Linked DNA regions of Mus musculus: regions 1 and 3 are each linked to region 2. Evidence: chromatin contacts called from public Hi-C and HiCAR-type data. All regions are on one chromosome and are shown on one strand. Each heading gives the region's core, a stretch centred on a gene start, on an enhancer-like site or on the middle of the called end of the contact. The rest is flanking DNA. Distances are from core to core; before and after follow the strand shown. Region 1 has its middle 25 kb from the start of Gm12018. Region 2 has its middle 140 kb from the start of Gm31268. Region 3 has its middle 20 kb from the start of Gm12018.

Region 1 (4,403 bases), core at 1,430-3,929, 600 kb after region 2:
AAACCTCACATGTTTATTTACAGTGAGATGTGCAAGTGCCCTACGGCTGGAATCTTTATATAGGCAAGACAAGTGTGCACCCTCAGTATTGAAGATGGTGTGAGGCTACTTTATACATACTAGTTCCTTGATAATGCCAAGGCCATCCATACATCCACCTTCAAAGGGATTCAGACAGCTTGTTGACTGAGCCCTCCTTTCCTCTAGACAGCCAATGAACTGTGAGAAAGAATGATGTTGTCTGTTCTTCACTGCTGTTGTGAAGGAGCTAGAAGGAAGACAAAACATAGTGTCTAGTGAACTGCAAAACGGCTTCTAAAATGTTAGCCATGTAACCTTTGTAACCAAATAGGTGTGCCTGACCAAAGTGTCCTTCACTTCTGATTAGTATTTTCTCTCACTTTTCTATTACAGATTTTGTGACATTAAGTGTAGAAAACTGTTGAAAGTCAGAAAAGCACTATAAAAAAGGAGGAGAGGGACTAAAGGAAAGTACTAATGCCAGCACAGAGGGGACAAGTCTTTGGTTGCTTTGTGGTGCAGTCTTTTCCAAAATGCTGACTTAGTCTGAAACTCAGTAGGACAGAATTTATATCATGCTAATAAATGTCACTTTCTTATCAACCTTTCTATGGGAATTGACCTAGTTTGTAGGCCCTACTGAAAGCATTTTGTAAATCAACTTTATTTTGTCTATCTAAACCTGGTTTTAGGCTAAGGAAAATAATTTTTTTTTTTAGCTGAGACATCAAATCACATGAAACCCAGAAGGATAGGTAGCAGGTGTGTGTGTGTGTGTGTGTGTGTGTGTGTGTATGTGTGTGTGTGTGTGTGTGTGTGTGTGTGTGTGTGTGTGTGTGTGTTGTTTGCGATGTAATTTCCTGGTAGCTTAATTTTGAGTTCTGAAAATCTAGGATAGAGATGGTAAGGGAGGTGGGGGAGGGTGGGTAGGGGTGGGAAATGATAAAGAGGACAAGGGAGGTGTTTAGCTTTCATTTGCAAGCGTGATACCCGCTGCTTTGTTTATGGATTTGATGCTATTCATACAGTCTTTGCAATATTAATTTTTAATTTATGATGCTCATTAGGAGACACTTAAAAGAGAACAATTATCATTTATCTTGATATATTATTTACTAGGACTGACTGTCATGGTTAGAAGCCCATGATTAGTGAGGGGGAATAGAGCAGAGCTTCCAAAAGGTGCCAGGGTAAAGGACAGAAGTGTAAGCAGCAGTTGTCAGAACCTAAAACCCAAAGTTCTGATGTCGAAGCAAAAGCCACACAATCTCTAATCAAGACTCAGGAGGCCCCTCTAAGACAAGCCTGGAGTAGTGCTTAATGAACCCGCAGCATCATATTAATGAGATGCTCGGTAAGGCTATCAGCTCATCAATTATTCATCCAGCTGCAGTCCTGATACTTTGCTATCGTCCTCCTCTTTTTGCGTTGGTGTGATTACTTTTTTAACCCTCCATTTCCTCACTTGGAGTGTAAACAAAGCCTTCTGTTCCTCAGTTCCCCTTTGTTGTGGTCAAACACCATCTGTCTCTCCTCAATAGCCACTCAGAATGTCAAACTTGATAACGGGGAGCTTGTTTCTGGTGGGTTGCAGCTTCTGAAGATGTCAGAGTGATACACAGACTTTGTGCGTCCTGATGCTTTAAGCGTATCTTTACATTCGACATAATGTACTGCACTGTAATTGTCTTTATAGATGACTTTCCCTGCTATACTGTAGGCTCATACTGGATGGATCATACTGAATGGGTGAACGAAGAATGAATGAGTGGCTCTGAGGACTGAGTCATATCTAATGTTTCGTCTTATTTATATTGAAGGTTTTGAAGTGGAGAATCAACATTATCCACAGGTTTCCAAATGAAATCAAATAGACTTCCCCAGGAACCCGACGGAAAGAGGAAACTGTAGTTTACATTCATGAGCTGATTCGTGCAGGTGAAGCTATAACTGAAGGTCTGATGCACAACACACAGGTCTGGAAGCTATCCAGTTGTATACAGGTTTATTTTATATATTCATTTAGAAACTAAAACCAGCCACACACTTAAATCATGTGCAGTTTTAGGGACATATTTACAATAAATACATGTAGCAGAAGCATTTCAGTGCATTTTCCAGATAAAGACCAGAGAGCTTGAGGATGAATAAGCTCTGAAGTAGGAAACAGAGTGGACTTGCTGTGAGAAATCTGATGACTTGCTCACTCAAGGTCAATAAGAAAATGAGTTACCATCCTTCAGGAAGTAAAGGAGCAGGGGCTGTGGTACTGACTCAAACTGACCAAAGCTGTTAGCCTGTGTAGCTCGAGCCAACAAGAAGACACAGGACTGGAAATATGATTTTGGTTTTGTCCTAGATAGATAGGGATAGGAAGAGTTGAGTTATTACTGTCTGAAGGGCAGATTGACAAGTTAGATGGTGATATCCTCTATCCACTTTGACAATTCAAGTAAAGACTAGAGCAGAGATTTTTAACTCTCTTAGAAAAGGAACTTCAAACAAACAGAAGGAAAGTGAACACAGAAGGGGATTCTTCAGCTTTGGCCTAGCATACCACAAAGCCAGTGGCAAGTAGCCATATTGCCATATGCTTCAAATCCACCGAATCACAACTAGTCACATGCAAGCTTATTGGCAGAAATCCGGGAGCCCTCCCTGTAGGCCTTGAGCCACCGGTGAGTCATGCTGAAGTCACTGAGTGTAGGTGTGCTTGAGCTAGTGCTATTGCCCCTTGGGGAGCTTCACTGGGAAGAGACACATGAGCTCCTCAAACTGGTTGCCACAGATGAAGTGAACATCCTATGGTATGATCCTCATTGTATTTTTTTTTATTACATCTCTGAAATTGGAATGTGGTTTCTCATCAATGTTTTATGCTTACTTTTGGACATGTGGCAGTGATAGTAGCAGTCACTACCTGTACATTATTGATCCTGGCTATAGCTGTACATGTTTTTGTTGTTGTTGTTGTTGTCTTTGTTTGTTTGTTTTTTTTTAACTTTAGTGGCATGATATGCATTGCGCTGTATACATGGTGCTGCTTCTCTGAAAGTATCTTTAACAAAATACATTGCTACTTATCACTGAAGCAAAACTACTCTTGCAGGCAAGAAAGGCAGGAGTGCAGAGAAACATGCACTAAGTGTGATATTGGTGGAACAAAACATGTGACAAAAGGAGCAGCCAATCAGATGCTTGGAAAAAAGGAAGGTGTGCTTATAGACAGCAAGGCAGGTCAGAAGGAGGCAAGCATCACAAGTCAAAGCAGGAGTTGTTATGTCTGGGTTTCCTATCTTTGCATAAAATAATGGTATACCTTGCACCAACAGTCCTAGCTTCCAGTCATCTCTACCGTGTGTCCCAGCAGGAAACACATAGGAACCATCTCCTTAAGCTCTCGTGCTTTCTCCCATTTGAGTTTTATGGAAAAAAAAAAAAGAGATGGAATTCAACTTCAAATTTTAAAATCATCGTAAGTGCAATGTTGATTATATTACAAAAGAGCTAGCCTGGAATTGGTTTCTCCTTTCTTACACGTTAACTTCCATTTGATTTTAGGGTAGCTCATGACATTGTTTGATGGAAGGCAACTACTGGGACTGGAAATAGGCAGTTCACATAGAACTCTGGGTCCTGTATTCCCTTTTCAGATGAGACCATTTCATGGGTTCTTCTTGCATTCACTGTGGTGTCCACACTACACATTTTAAATTGACTGTGTGTGGTTAAATATGATACAGTGTCATGGTGGCTCAAATGAGAAATGTCTCTTTTAGGCTTAGGCATTTGAGTACTTGATCCCCAGTTGGTGGCAATGTGGGAAAGGGTTAGGAGGAGCTGCAGCCTTGCTGGAAGAAGTAGGCCAAAGGGGGTGGGCTTTGAGAATTCGAAGCTTCTACCCACTTCTCTCTCTCCTTTGTTCTTGGGGTTGAGATTTGATTGCTCAGCCACCTGCTTCTGCTGCCTTGTCATGCCTCTTCACCATGATTACTCATGCCATGTCTCCCCACCATATCTCTTATCTTTCTGGAATTACAAGCCAAAATAAACTCTTCCTTCCACAGGTTGCTTTTGACCATGCTGCTTCATCACAGCAAGGGAAAGTAAGTCACAAACATCCCATTCTTGCTTGGAGTTGTGTGTGTGTGTGTGTGTATGTGTGTGTGTGTGAGTGTGTGTGAGTGTGTGTGTGTGTGTGTGTGTGTATGTGTGTGTGTATGTGTGTGTGTGTGTGTATGTGTGTGTGTGTGTGTGTGTGTGTGTGTGTGTGTGGTGAGTGGGTGGTTTAGACCACCATTGGCCTATCCACCCAAACAGTTTGGGTAACTATGCAAGCACAAACTTAGAATAGGAATTTAGAAATATAAAACAATTTTAGG
Region 2 (4,745 bases), core at 1,023-3,522:
ACCACCAGCACCAGCACAGGCACCACCAGCACAGGCACCACCAGAACCAGCACAGGCACCACCAGCACCAGCACAGGCACCACCAGCACAGGCACCACCAGCACAGGCACCACCAGCACCAGCACAGGCACCACCAGCACCAGCACTGGCACCACCAGCACAGGCACTATCATCATCAGAAGTGATTCACTGTCTGCTTTTCCTTTTTCAAAATTTTACTAATTTGGTTTTTTTTTGGCAATTACATACGTGTATACAGTATTCTGGTTGCTCTCCTCCCCACCCTCTCTTTTCTCCTTACTGCCCTTTTCAACTTTTCCTCCTCTTTACAAGTTCCTTTCCCCACATTTGTGGCTTTTGTTTTGTTTTGTGCCCCTCTAAACTTATTCTGTGTGACCATGGGTTTGGAACTATCCATTGCAGCCAGCTGGGCTCATCAGTATGTAACTGAAGGTAGCACCTGACTATGCCTCCCACACAATCTATTAATGGACAGTCGTTCACCACCGAGGGGGTAGGTCTTATGAGTCCTTACCCAATCCGTGATTGACTGCTGGCATGCCTAGTCTTATGTAGGGCCAGTGCAGGCAGCCACTTTTATTGTGTGATCATGATGACAATGCCTTTGTCATGCTCAGAAGGTGGCATTTCACAGTTCTGTACTCTTCTGATATCAGTGAAGGAGCCCTTATCCTTGGAAACAGTGTAAATCATTGGTCAGCAAGAGGCAGAGTTGAACTAGCAAGTGACACTATGATCTTCCTTCTGCTCTACTCTTTTTACCTAGGTTGCTACCAGACAGTGGCTACCAACAATCCATGGGAGGGCGCTATGCTTGGATTAATGAAGACAACCAGGGCCTTTCTCTAGGAGAGGAGCCCTACTCAGGTGATTATACTTTGTGACAGTTGACATTACAACTAACAATATGGTCATGCGTTAGAATCAGATAGGTCTGTGTTCAGATGTGACTTCCTAATTATTTCCAATCCAGTCTCCTCCACAATAAACACAGAACAATCAGTTCAAAATTTCTGGCTTAAGAAAGAGGTGGTGTGAAAGTGAAATATCCCCTCAAAGGTTCATGTGTTCAAACACTTGGTCCTCAGTTGGTGGAGTTGTTCAGGGAACAACGTTTAGGAGGTGGAGTTTTGCTGGAGGAAGTGGGTCACTAGGAGTGGGCCTTGAGTTGCATAGCCTGGCCCTATTTCTTGCTTGCTAATGCAATGTGATCAGTTGGCCTCCTACTCCTTCCTCTATGCCTTCCTTGCCATCAGGGAATGGATTCCCTTGAAGTGTAAGTCAAAATAAACTCCTTCTTCCATAAATTTATATTATTATTATTGTTTTGGACAGGTATTTTGTCGAAACAATGATAAAAACCAAACCCCTAAAATGCTAGATAATATACGTGGTAGAATGACCCCTGGCAGGTTGTTCAGAACTTGGCATCATCCAGTTCATGAATATTTATTGCAGGTCTACTAGAGGGCTTGAAAATATCAACATAATTCTAATGAGATGTAGACATGAATAGATATGAAAGACTTCATTAGAGAGCACAGTGCTTAGGGTACATAATGAATCAACAAAGAACTTGGGCCTTACATCAGAGGGCCTATTTGAACCCACCTCTGTTATTTCTAGCTGGGTGACCCCAGAGACTCACACATAACCCACTGACACCTACATCGCCAGGCATTGCAAAGGTTACGAGAGTTTCACTTGTTACATCTCAGAATAAAGTCTGGCAAGCAGTAAACATCAAAATTGCTTAATTGCTCTTTACTTTTGTGTGAGAGTTAGAAGGAAAAAGGCCAGGACTATGGAAGTACAGTTCACTAGAGAGCTATTATGTGACACCCAGCTAAGTAAAGTTTCTCAAAAATGGGATATGACTCACAAAGTGGTAGTGGTGGGTGAGTCAGAGGTAGATTTACATGTGTTTTTAGTAAATAATGTTCAAGACAAACAATTAAGGATAAAAGGCAGCAGGACAGCACAATATGCAAGACAGTGCCCATTTCAGTAGATAAGTAAAACGTATCACATATATGTATATTATCTTTCTCTATGTATGTATGGATCTGTCTACTTATTCAAACATTATTAGATTCAGAATCTATTGAAAGACTCCTAATATGATTGCTTTGAGGTAGGGATCTAAAAAATAGCTCATTTCCTGTGGAAAAAGGTGACTCAGAGGCAGAGTTAAGAGCTCAAGGCATGGGGCCAAGGAAGAATCATCATCCAGGCAGGAAACATCCTAGGCCTTAATCAAGAGGCTGGTGACATCATAGGCTAGAATTGTAGCAGGGCTGGGATGGTATGTGCTTTGCATGCCTGTGCTTTCTAATTGGTTCTTTTAGTTGGATTTCACTACTGTAGGCAGGGTGTTGTGTTGGTTAGATTTTTTTGTTGTCACCTTGACACAATCTAGTGTCATTTGGGAAGACAGACCTAAACTGAGGAATTGCCCAGATCAGAATGGCCTGAAGCAATGCCTGTAGGAGATTTTTTCTGATTGATGATTGATGTAGGACAGCCTAGCCCAATGTGGGTAGCTCCATTCCCTAGGTAAGTGGATCTGGGCTGAGATAAAAACTATCCAAGCAAGTGAGCTAGTGAGTGACACCAGTAAGAAGCATTTCCTATGGGTGGTTTCTGCTTCAGTTCATATTCTGACTAAGTCCCTAAAGGGTGAACTCTGACCTGTAACTAGCAGCATAAATAAAACCCTTTCTGGAAGTTATGACCTCTGAGGTTGCCGTGTTTATCATGGCAACAGAAAGTCAAAGTAGACCAGTCTGACATCTGCACTTGTGAACTGAGGCTGTTCCATAGCCTGCTGTGCATGGGTCCTGCCAGGGGAGACCTGTTTTCCTAGGAGTGTTTTTACTCCTGAGTTCGGAGGTGAGACAGCCACTTTCTCTCCAATAACTGTGTGGAGTGGAGCGGGCCAGGAGCACATGGGGTGCAAGATCAGTGAAGCAGCTTGGACATGATCCTTCCACTCTGCCATCTGTACCCTGGAGCTGAGGCTGTTCCACAACCCGTTGTGCATGGGTCCCACCAAGAGAGAGCTGGTCTCCCAGGAGTGCTGACATAGGCTTACAGACCCACAGGAGGAACAAGCTCCAGTCAGGGAGAGCAAGAACATCTAACACCAGAAATAACCATATTGAGAAAGGCAAATGCAAGAATCTTACCAACAGAAACCAAGATTACTTGGCACCATAAGAACACAGATCTCCCACCACGGCAAGTCCTGGATTCCCCCAACACACCAGAAAAGCAAGATGTGGATTTAAAACCATATATCATGATGCTGATAGAGGATTTTAAGAAGTACGTAAACAACTCTCTTAAAGAAATAGAGGAGAACACAGGTAAACAGGTAGAAACCCTTAAAGAGGAAACACAAAAATCCCTCAAAGAATTACAGGAGAACACAGGTAAACAGCTAGAAGCCCATAAAGAGGAAACACAAAACTATCTTAAAGTATCACAGGAAAACACAACAAAACAGGTGAAGGAATTGAACAAAACCATCCAGAATCTAAAAATGGAAGTAGAAACTAAAAGAAATCACAAAGATAAGGAAATCACAAAAAGAGACAACTCTGGAGATAGAAAACCTAGGAAACAATCAGGAGCCATAGATGCAAGCATCACCATCAGAATACAAGAAAAGAAAGAGAATCTCAGGTTCAAATGATACTATAGAAAACATTGACACAATAATCAAAGAAAAGGCAAAATGCAAAAAGATCCTAAAACAAAACATCCAGGATGCAATGAGAAGACCAAAGCTAAGGATAATAGGTATAGAAGAGTGACAATTCCCAACTTAAAGGGCCAGTAAATATCTTCAACAAAATTATAGAACAAAACGTCCCTAACCTAAACAAAGAGAGGCCCATGAACATACCAGAAGCCCACAGAACACCAAAGAGATTGGATAAGAAAAGAAATTCCTCCTGTCACATAATAATCAAAACACCAAATGCACAAAAAAATGAAAGAATATTAAGAGCAGTAAAGGAGAAAGGTCAAGTAACACACAAAGGCAGACCTATCAGAATTACACCAGACTTCTCACCAGAGACTATGAAAGCCAGAAGATCCTGGGCATATCTCATAGAGACCCTAAGAGAACACAAATGCCAGCCCAGTCTACTATACAAAGCAATACTCTTAATAATCATAGTCAGAGAAACAAAGATATTCTGTGACAAAAATAAATTTACACAGTATCTCTACATAAATCCAGCCCTTCAAAAAATAATAAATGAAAAAGTCCAACACAAGGAGGGAAACTACACCCTAGAAAAGGCTAGATAATAATCTTCTTTTAACAAACCAAAAAGAAGATAACCACAGAAAGCCATAATTTCATCTCTAACAACAAAATAACAGGAAGCAACATCTTTTTTCCTTAATATCTCTTAAAATCAATGGTCTCAATTCCCCAATAAAAAGACATAGAATAACAGACTGGATATATAAAAAGGACCCAACATTTTGCTGCATACAGGAAACCTAACTCAGTGACAGAGACAGACACTACCTTAGAGTAAAAGGCTAGAAAACAATTCTCCAAGCAAATGGTCCCGTGAAACAAGCTGGAGTAGACATTCTAATATCAAATAAAATTAACTTCCAACCTATAGTTATCAAAAAAGATGAGGACACTTCATACTCATCAAAGGTAAAATCTACCAAGAAGAACTCTCTATTCTGAA
Region 3 (4,400 bases), core at 1,281-3,780, 650 kb after region 2:
TTTTGTTATGATCAGGATTGTACACATTATTTCCTTTCCCTCAACTAGTTTTCACAAGTTTTAATATTCATGTATCGATCCACTTTAGAGGCTACAGTATTTCCAGATTGCCACAAGAACAATAATGATGAACATAGTGTATATATCTATAAGCAGATCACATATATGTGAGAGAGAAAACAGTAAGCTGTTGATTAATGGCAAATATTTTTCCATACAAGAAATTCCCCAATACCAGAAAATTACTAAAATTGAGCAAGCTTTTCTTTCATTAGACATGTAAGTAATTTCTCTCTCAAATGAATTTGGGGAGCACATAGGAATCTTAATTCCCACTTTACAGATTTTTTTTCTTTTTATAAAGCTTACATTTTGAACTCCTTTAATTTTCCTAACAGTTGGATTTTTTTAGTGATCCTGACAATTATCCTATTACTCAATCTCTCTCTCTCTCTCTCTCTCTCTCTCTCTCTCTCTCTCTCTCTCATCCTTCCTTTTATTCTTCCTCCCTCCCTCTCCTTGGAGAGACATGACTCCATTATTGTCGGAAACTCCATCTGGGTTTGCTTCTCTGGCCGAGGACATAAATCAAAAAGCCAGTTCAATTTGAAGTTTAGGTTTTCGCCTTAGTTGCTGTAAGAAACATACAGCTACAAACATCCACATAACTGTGGATGTCCAAGGTTTCATCACCGCAGACAGAGGGGTGGTTTAGGACAGTCACCTTTAAGATATCCAGAATAGAAGCTGTTGATCCTCTGTGGATTGTGAATTTCAAGAATTGAGCTTCTTGGTTCTTGTTAGTGAGGTGAGTTTTATGTTCACCATTACATCACTCTGGGAAGCCAGAAGCCTCCTTCCTATTAGGAAGCCTTACCTTGACTTTCATACCAATAAAGTTGTTCTTGGACAAGAGCTCATCCTAAAAAGTGTCTTGAGAATTGCACCTGAAAAACAAAATACTTCCCTTTCTCTTTGCCCCCGCCTCATCATCCTCAGCAGCCTACAAGCTTTGAATCTAAGACAAGGCTCTCAATCTAATGGCTTTTTAAAAACGACCTTCCATCAAGCTGAGGAGCCTCCAGGTGGATTAGACTGAGTACGGGAGACGCTTTCCGGGGGGCAGATGTCAAGCCTCAGAAAGGTCGCTCTATTAGGGGCCCTTTCTTTCTGGACTCAGATTTCCTCCAGGATTAGTAAGAATGGGAAGGGAGGCCTTGGTATTCCGCCACAGGACTCTTTAGCATGCTGAAGAGGGAGTATCTTGCATGACACATGTTCTTAGAATCTAAGCTTCCAAGGGCATTGTGTAAAATGACATTGGAATACAAGTAAGAAAATGTTACTTGAGAACGGTTTCCAAGTGAGAAATGCCAACGATCACTGGAATGTGAAGCTGTTATAATTTCTGGATAATCTTTCAAGAAAAGAAAAAGAATTTATTATAGAAAGAAAGTGTTTCTTCTTGAGAAAAAAGCTAGTTAGAGGCCCACATTATGGTTCTGTCTGAGGAAGACTGGGGAAAGCTCCCTAGCATTTCACCAGGATTAACACCTGAGTCTCTGACCTCCTTGAACAAAAGAGTTCATGGCTAGAATAAGGGGAAACATGAGCCTCCTTAAGCTCTTCTTCAGAGCCAAGATCCACATGTAGTGGCAATCTGAATAGTGGCCTGCATATGGAAAAACCTCCATGTTAACTGTTGTCACAGGGATCTAGCTCAATTGAGCAGACTGACATTGACCAAGTCGTGACTATTGATGGGTACCTTATTGATGGCTCTGGAGTAGTGTGACTAATCAAGTCATTGATCTGATTTTTCCTTTAACAAGTCCCATTGCCAAGGTCACACCCATGTGAGGGAAGGAGGCATGGCGTTCTTCTCAAGGTGTTCAGACAGTCAATATTTAGTAGTGTAACACTTTTTTTCTCCACTTTTCCAAGAAGCCTGATCCTTCAGGCCACAGTCCCACTGTAAATACAAATAGCTTCCTGTAACATCATTTGACTAATCTATTGTGCAGAAATCTGAATACTCATGATCAAACTTTCTGCCTTTTGCCAAAGAACTTCTTGTAGGGGAAAGAAAAAAAATCAGAACAGTAACAAAAGCTTCTAAAGAGAACTATATCTTTTCATTCGCCTAAGTCATGGGACAAGGGTTTTCAAGAAATTCCTTTCTTTTTTCTTGGCTACCATCTGAAAAAATTTAGTGCCAGATGGGTGGGAAATGGAGATGTGATTAGGAGTGTATTTGTCTATTTTAAATGTTGGAAATGACCTTAATGCCAGGCATTTCTACTTGCTTGGTTTACAGAGAAGCCTGGCATTTCTGAGGGTGGGTAGTAGAATGGCGACTGTGCACTCACTGCAGTCTGCCGAATCCTTGGAGTGTCTTGCATAAAAGGGTTCTTGTCGCAGGGAGTGCTCACTGGAGCCAAGCCAAGTCCCTGGGGATGTCTAGTGTCTACTACTTACAGAGCTGGCTGTCAGGTTAGTCTTGTGTGTTTGTAATTGACTATGATGTCTGGATGGTGCTAGAATGATTCTAGCCAACGGTTCCTTTCCAAAAGGGTTTTCCTGGCTAGCTCTCCTGTGACAGAAATGCCAATTTGGGCGTTGCCTGGAGACTCCAAAGATGCAGATTCATTTGGCTGAACTCCGGTTGTGAAGCCAAGTGCTACAAAGTGCTGGAAAGACATATGAGAGTCTAAGCTTGAGTCAGTGCTTCCCGCCTCGAAAAATTATATTTTGGCTTCTCTACTTTTTAATGCTATGTTTAATGTTTCAGAGCATATTTAGTAAACATGTCACTAGCGATTGCCAGTTCTTAGTCTCTTCCTGCTCTGTCCTTAATGGTTTTCCCTTTGGAAAACCTTGGGTCAGTGCAGTGGGTTGAATGCGAATATGAATGCATGTGTATTTCATGCTAGACAGATTGGAGATTTGTTTTCACTAGTTCTCCAGTTTATTTATAGCACCCACTCCTTATGAACCCAGCAACTAATACACACATCTTACTTTCCTCAGCAGACTTGGCTACTTCTCTTCTCTTGAGAAAGCTGAACTTATACTTCACATTAATCAGGGCAAGTTAGGAGGGATTAATAGATCTGTGCAAAGTGTGCTTTCCTTTGCTAAACCAGTTAAAAGAGCAGTGTTCTATGTCTGAATCCATGTAGGATTCTGTCAGTTGAGTAGTGAATGTTTTTCTGCAAAATGAGGGCCCCGTATGCTACAAGCCATGCAGACACTTTTGCTAACTTTGTTGGGCATGTTGAGATGTGGGCAACTGTAGAGGAGTTTTAATCCAGCAATAGGGCTGCTCTGGCTGGATTACAGACACACCCTAGTACACATGTTTAATCCCAAACAATGAAGGTAAAGTTAGTTGTAAGAAGGAAGCACCCATGTTTGAAAGTAACTTCTAATTGAGGAGCAGACAAAATGATGAATCAGAGAAAGATTTGACAGAATGTGTTAGAGATAGGATATGCCCACCTCTCACAAGAGACAGGATGGAAGGGCATCTTAAAAGAGTAGCACAGAGAGGAGGACATACTTGGAGAGTTTTACAGAGATGGATTGGACAGAGAACAAGTTAGACACAGGTGAAGACAGAATGAGCCAGAGAATGAGAAGGAGCCAGAAGGTTAGAACAGATTGCCTGAGTTACTTTGAGGACAAGTAGAGCAACCCAGTCAGATGCAGAGAGAGAAGCCAATTTGAGAAGCCATCTAGGAGAAGAGTTTGACCCAGAGCATCTGAGTTAAACCAACCAACAGAGTTCAGAAAGAACTAAAAAAGATGATTGTATTCATCAGTAAGTCTCAGAGGCTGAAAAAATATGAGGTTCAGATCAGATTGTATGGAGGCTAGATGCTTCTAGGACTAAAACTAGGTTAGTAGATGGAGTTAGTAAGCCTCCAAGATGACAAATATGTCAGGCAAATAAAAGTTACTATAACAGCCCACCTCACGGCATCATTATAATTATTATGCTCAAACTCAATATGAAATTTGATTTAAACCTCAAGACTATATGGATCATAACCACTCACACACTAATACTTATTCAGCAAGATCTGTGATCCTCTTTCTTATCTTAAGGGGTTTCAGTATAAAGATTCAAGTGCAGCATTAAGAAATAGGCAGTGATTGGCAGAATAAAACTCCAGGAGACACAGAAGTATAGGAAAGGGTCAGGAATGTGATTATTCCCTCCTCCATACACCGAAAGTTCTCAATGAAGGTAGAACTCGAGTGAGAAGAACGCTTGCATAAAAGATTTATGAAATACAGTTTGTGAGCTAATGGCATTCTGAAAACCACCAATGCTTTGATATAAGTTACCTGGCAAAGAGTTGAAGCCTTTGTAGCTGCTTGGTTCTACTGCAGAG

Evidence for each region. Hi-C and Micro-C count contacts between places; a contact is called where the count stands out from the background. HiCAR-type assays count read pairs that join an accessible place to other places.
Region 1: a Hi-C map of adipose-derived mesenchymal stem cells shows a contact between it and region 2, with 3 times the contacts expected there. The contact joins two enhancer-like sites.
Region 3: a HiCAR-type map of astrocytes shows a contact between it and region 2, with 1.9 times the contacts expected there. The contact joins two enhancer-like sites. A contact is called at or near these places in 2 of 484 Hi-C or Micro-C datasets (cerebellum and cortical neurons), 3 of 115 datasets of contacts at active chromatin or transcription factors (astrocytes, embryonic fibroblasts and embryonic stem cells) and 2 of 9 other capture datasets (embryonic stem cells and embryonic tail).

Annotation. Positions count from the first base shown.
Region 1 is chr11:18,068,457-18,072,859 of GRCm38.p6, forward strand. No RefSeq gene overlaps it. Among named protein-coding and RNA genes, the nearest start is that of Gm12018, 25 kb to the right of the region's middle. Within about 2 kb of position 2,680, at least 30 of the 459 cell types and tissues checked have an H3K27ac peak or open chromatin away from gene starts, as enhancers often do. A contact at or near this core is called in adipose-derived mesenchymal stem cells, where this site is marked.
Region 2 is chr11:17,466,734-17,471,478 of GRCm38.p6, forward strand. No RefSeq gene overlaps it. Among named protein-coding and RNA genes, the nearest start is that of Gm31268, 140 kb to the left of the region's middle. Within about 2 kb of position 2,273, at least 62 of the 459 cell types and tissues checked have an H3K27ac peak or open chromatin away from gene starts, as enhancers often do. A contact at or near this core is called in adipose-derived mesenchymal stem cells and astrocytes, where this site is marked.
Region 3 is chr11:18,113,336-18,117,735 of GRCm38.p6, forward strand. No RefSeq gene overlaps it. Among named protein-coding and RNA genes, the nearest start is that of Gm12018, 20 kb to the left of the region's middle. Within about 2 kb of position 2,531, at least 26 of the 459 cell types and tissues checked have an H3K27ac peak or open chromatin away from gene starts, as enhancers often do. A contact at or near this core is called in astrocytes, where this site is marked.